2 separate regions of the Rattus norvegicus genome follow, and region 1 is linked to region 2. A link is a contact called in public Hi-C data. All regions are on one chromosome and are shown on one strand. The core of a region is the stretch at or near the end of the contact, and the rest is flanking DNA. Distances in the headings are between cores, read along the strand shown. Region 1 holds the start of Adora1 (adenosine A1 receptor). Region 2 overlaps LOC120096251 (a long non-coding RNA gene).

Region 1 (2,700 bases), core at 195-2,694, 180 kb after region 2:
GCTTCAGTGTGACCAAAGGGAGGACTCTGAGTGCCCAGGCCTGCTCAGGCACACTGCCAAGTGAGACCAGAGGCCTCACGTCCCTGACAGGGGAGCTAGGAAGCTGCACAGAATGGCAGGTGCTAAAGATGGCTAAAACTCACCCTCAGAAAACCTACTGATGACAAGAATTCAAAGAGGGGGAAAAGCACTCAAAAGAGTGTCCCAGCAGAGCTAGCTCCTGGCAGTGTGCCCAGGCACTTGCTGGCCTTTGGTGACCCAGGCACTGTCTGGTGCCAAGATTATGGCTTGGTAGGCCTGGGCAGGGATCCTCAAGGGAGATGGACCCCCCACGACGAGGGCTGCCACCATTAAGCTTCCCACCCGGAGCTGCCTAGAAACAGCAAAAGCAACAGCCAGAACAGGAAGGTCAGCCACCAGCCTTCTCTCTGCCTGCAAAAAGATTCCCTCAGGGGGAGCCAGGCAGAGGCAACTAGCCCTCTGGGCTCAGCAGGACAGTCCGGAGGGTGGAGCTGGCTGGTACAAAAACATTTGCTGAACAAGTGAGCTAAACAGTGCCTTCCGGAAGCCAGTTTGGTCTGGTCCAAGAAGCAGCAGCACCCTTGGTCCTGGTGTGCCACCCTCAACATGTCCTCATCTCTCTCCTGGAGTTCTCTCCTCCTTTCCCAGACTGGTGGAACCGGGATCATTCCCAAGCCTACACTCACTGTCCCTTGTCTCACTAGCTCCTCCAGATGTTCCAACCCCACTCCAGGCCCTACTTCACCTGCTCCCCAAGACCCTCTGGTTGCAGAGGCTTCAGCACTGAGGTCATGGGCACTGTCGGGATGGTAATTCTCTGGACACCCAGCCCCCTCCTGCTTCTCCAGCCGCAGCTCTGCTGAGCATCCCCACACAGAGCCCAGGAAGGAGATGTGGGCTGGGATCCAAATGGCCAGAGAATACCTGACTGACTTGGGGGCTTATGCACTTCTGTCTTCTCTAGCTCATCCCCCAAGCCACCCAACATCGGGTTTCACAGAGTACCTTGGGCTGCTGTGCACTCACCGGAGAGGGATCTTGACTCGGAGGTATCGATCCACAGCAATGGCGAGCAGAGCCAGAATGGAGCTCTGGGTGAGGATGAGGACAGGGCAGGCCACCATGAGGCAGGTGTGGAAGTAGGTCTGTGGCCCAATGTTGATAAGGATGGCCAGTGGGATGACCAGGGCGCCAACGGCCACATCAGCTACCGCCAGTGACACGATGAAGCAGAAGGTGGCATCGCGAAGTGCCTGGTTCACCTTCACAGCCCAAATCACCAGTACATTTCCGGGCACAGAGACCAAGGCAATGAGCACCTCGATGCCAATGTAGGCAGCCTGGAAGGCCGAGATGTAGGGCGGCATGGTGGGCAGGAGCTGGGCACATCAGCAGACAGGCGCCCTGGGGCACGAGGCCAGCACCTGTGGTCAGGAAGCCTGCGGTGGGGATGCCAGCCTGGGAAGGAGGGGAACATAGGCAGCCCTGCGAAGATGTGCCCCAGTAAACGGATGCAGTGCCTGGCCAGCCCCTGGCAGCACTCAGGCTCACTATCTGCTTAACCTCTGTCCCCTCCCCTTGTCCTTAGAGGTTCCATTCAGCAACTTAAAATAGCAGCACTCACTCCACCACTGGCTTTTGTATCAGGTGTGAGGTGGCTCCCAGTACACTTACTCCACAAGGATCCCCTGTGCATCCACGCGGCCCACAGGTGTCCGCTACCCAGAGGCAAGGAGCTCACCATCCTGCCTACCAACCAGTAGGGGGTCCCAAAGGCGTTGCCCTAAGTTCCCTGGGCGGCTTTCCGGAGCCGCGCCGGGCAGGGCTGGGCTCTGGGCACCGCGCGCGCATCGGCTCATCGTTCTCCAGGCTCCCGCCGCTGCGCTCCCAGCCCGGCCTTTCAAGCAATCACATGGTGTGGCAGAGGCTCAGCCCCGGACGCGTTTAAAGAGGTAGTGCCCCTGTTTCATACCTGGGACTGGATGGCAGGCGTGATTCTGAGGGACTAAGCCCAGGACCTGCCGGGTCCACGGGCTCCCATTCCCCGCGTGCGCGCACGCCTACCCTGTGCCCACCCACCTGGGACGCCGCCGGTGCCCGAATCTTAACAGTAGCCTGGTCCCGCTTCAGCTCTGCCCAGAATCCTTGCCCATTGACTGCCCCAAGTGGGGGATCCCAGTCGTTTCATCCACCCCTTTCCTGCACATTCGTGGTGCACGAACTGAGCCACAGACTTACCCAAGGTCACACCAAAGCTGGCAGAGCTCCTGGCCACCTGAACAGTCTAGCCAAGTATCCCTAGACCTCGAAACCTTGGGCAGTCGCTCACTCAGAGGATGCCAGGGGAACCCAGGGTTACCCAGTTAGGTCCAGGGGGTGGTAGCCAGCCGAGACTCCACTCTGGCGCCCGCGCCTTCGTCGCCCCCGGCGCGGGAGCTGAGTGACAATCGGGCTCCGCACACCGGAGAGGGAGGGGGCGGGGGCGGCGGCGGCACTCGCGGGCCCCTCCCTCGTCGCCCTCCGTCTCCTCCCCTACCCCCTCCTCTAAACAAAGGAAGTGATTCAGTGTGAGAAAAGCTGGGAAAACGTGAGCTTCTCGAATGGTGTGATGTATGGATCCGGCCTCGGGACGGGGACAGTACCGAGGTGTCGTCTCCCCTGTTCCCTCCCTTCCTCCCT
Region 2 (2,700 bases), core at 198-2,697:
ACAGCAGAACTGAGCAGAGGAACGTTTATCATCACGTCAAAGCCATTGAGAAGCTGCATAACCCCTGCGGTCACAGGGCTGTCAGCAGAACAGCAGGAGGTGCACATAGGTAATATGTCTTCCCCTGGGATCCCTCCCAGTCTTGATCATCAAGTTGTAATCTTCCTGCCAGGTGTGCTCTTGTAACACTAGTACTTGGTTGGCTGAGGCAGGAGGACCATGACTTTGAGGCCAGTCTGGATGACTTAGTGAATCTTTGTCCTCCTCCCTGCAAAGCAGCCCTTCCTCCAGTGTTGCCAAGAAAGTGGTGGCTCAGCCAGGTGTGGTGGCACCCAGGCCTTAAGTCCTAGTGCCCAGGAGGCAGATCATAGGGGGGCTAGGTCCAGCCCCCCTCAGAGTTAGGAGGGAATGGGGGAGGGCTAGAGAAAACGAGAATGTTTCATTTTAGTGAATTTTACCCCAATTTAAGAAGAGGAGGAGAGGAGGAGGAGGAGGACCAGAAAAGGAGGAGGGCGAGAAGGAGGGGGAGGAGGGGGGAGGAGGAGAAGAAGAGGAGGAGGAGCAGAAGAGGAGGAGGAGGAGAGGAGGAAGGGGAGGAAGGGGAGGAGAGGAGGAAGAGGGGAGGAGAGGAGGAAGAGGGGAGGAAGAGGAGGAGGAGGGGGAGAGGAGGAAGAGGAGAGGAAGAGGAGGAGGGGGGAGAGGAGGAAGAGGGGAGGAAGAGGAGGAGGAAGAGGAGGAGGGGGAGAGGAGGAGAGGAGAGGAGGAAGAGGAGAGGAAGAGGAGGAGGAGGGGGAGAGGAGGAAGAGGAGGAGGAAGAGGAGGGGGGAGAGGAGGAAGAGGAGAGGAGGAAGAGGAGAGGAAGAGGAGGAGGAAGAGGGGGAGGAGGGGGAGGAGGAGAAAAGAAGAAGTCCAAAGACAATCTTCTCACCCACGTGTCCAGTCCTGGTTAACTGAACCAGTGTAGAGCATCTTCAAGTGTCAGAGATGCTCCCCCAAACTTCAGAGCTTTATGGTCTATTTCCAAAATAGGGCAGACGCCAACTTGGAAGTTAAGGAGTGACAGGCAGAGGTACAGGAGTGCCTGAGAACTTGGCAGGCAGTCCGATTTTACAAGCAATTCCTTCTCTCTTTCCCTCCCCTTCTCTGTCACCCCCACCCCCAGCCTGCACCCTTTCCCAGCTCATGGAGGGAGCACACCATCTGTCTGCCCCCCCCCTTCCTCCGGGACTTAGGTCCTTTATTGAGACCTTTAAATAATTAAATGCCCCAAAGCTTCCCCCGCATTGATCCCAGCCCCGGGCCTGGGGTGTTATTCAAAGCCCAGGAGCTGGGCTGGAGAGCTGCCAACCCCACCGCCTCTCTTCAGCTTTTCTTTCCCTGGCTCAGCTGCCGGGCTCTGGCAGATAGAGCTTTGCTCCTGCTTTTGCCTCCTTGTCTGCCAAGCACAGTCCGGGGTTTGGGGGTGAGGAGTAGTAGGGAGAAAGCCATCAGATCCACTATGCACTCACAGAGGGACCAGACGGAAGACCAGCCTCGGTGGAGGAGAGAGCGCCATTGCTTTCAACTCCGTTAAGCCAAAGTGAGACTAGGAGTTGTCAATCACCTGAGCGGTGTGGGGCTTGGTCAGCCTCCTCACTCATGCAAATAACCCTGGTGAGTAGCTGAAAGTTTAGTCTAGACACAAAGAAACTGTGCGTCCTCCTCCTGCTGCCCTCCCTCCCGCAGCCACCCGGCCCCAGCGACAAAAGGCCGGGGCCCAGCGGTGCGTGAAGAGTGAATGGGCGAGACCCTGCCTAGTGACGTCCCACTAGACAGATGGCAACAGTTGCCCCACACCAGTTGCAGGCCTTCTTTCATTCTCCAACCCCCCATAAAGGAGGAAGGCCGGGTGGCTCAGGAGATCATCAGCTTCCCCCACCTCCTTGGGGGGAAGGGCGAGGCCCAGGAGGTGAGAGGCAGGCGAGCTGACGCTGGCTGTTTGGCTGCCAAACAAAAAGGTTGCTGAAAGGCCGGCTACCGGCCCAGCCTGCCCATCTGTGCGCCTCTGGGGAGCTCTGCCCCCACGCTCCTCCTCGGCTTCTGGCCAGCCTTAAGCAGAGCCAGGGCCTCTGGGAAGAGAGACCCGCGGTCTGGGGCAGCTCACTAAGCCGCAATCCTTGGGCTTTGTGTTCTCAGGCTGTCACTGAGGGAAAATCCCTTGACCTGCATTGTTTTTCCTCTTCAGAAATAGGTTAAATGGAAAAATCCAAGCCCCCCGAGGGGCAGCTGGGGAGCTGAACTCTGGTTAACTAACAGAGTAGGTCGTTGGGGATGGGCTAGTAGGCCAGGAGTAGAAGGCTCCCTTTCTCAGTTCATCCTCTGCTTGCTGCATAATTCTGGACCAGTCATCACGAGGCTGTCTGAGTTGCAATTTCCTCTGCAAATTGGGGTAACAACACCCACCGCTGGCACCTCCCAGCAAGATGGAGACAGCTGCTGTGCTAGCCAGTCTCTGTGTCCACACATTTGCACTATCTCGGAGTAGGTACGGCGCTTTAAACCGTTTTTCGGAATCCTTCCCTAGTTGTTTTGTGAAGTGACTGAGACAGCAGAGAAGAAAAGTGACCCAAATGTCTGAGAGCACAGATAGAGCCTTGCACCAGGCTCCTGAATCCCAGACCCATCGTTCTGTCTTTGTCTGTCTTCAAACATGGGTCTACC

Evidence for each region. Hi-C and Micro-C count contacts between places; a contact is called where the count stands out from the background.
Region 1: a Hi-C map of frontal cortex shows a contact between it and region 2, with 3 times the contacts expected there. The contact joins the promoter of Adora1 here to the enhancer-like site in region 2. A contact is called at or near these places in 2 of 12 Hi-C or Micro-C datasets (the A7r5 cell line and frontal cortex).

The regions. Positions count from the first base shown.
Region 1 is chr13:48,245,387-48,248,086 of GRCr8, forward strand. It overlaps Adora1 (adenosine A1 receptor), which reads right to left and starts at 1,445. Exons shown (of 2, transcript NM_017155.3): 1 at 1,048-1,445. The coding sequence starts at 1,388.
Region 2 is chr13:48,070,149-48,072,848 of GRCr8, forward strand. It overlaps LOC120096251 (a long non-coding RNA gene), which reads right to left. Exons shown (of 2, transcript XR_005492457.2): 1 at 1,509-2,700. Among named protein-coding and RNA genes, the nearest start is that of Btg2, 16 kb to the right of the region's middle. Within about 2 kb of position 1,448, at least 47 of the 93 cell types and tissues checked have an H3K27ac peak or open chromatin away from gene starts, as enhancers often do.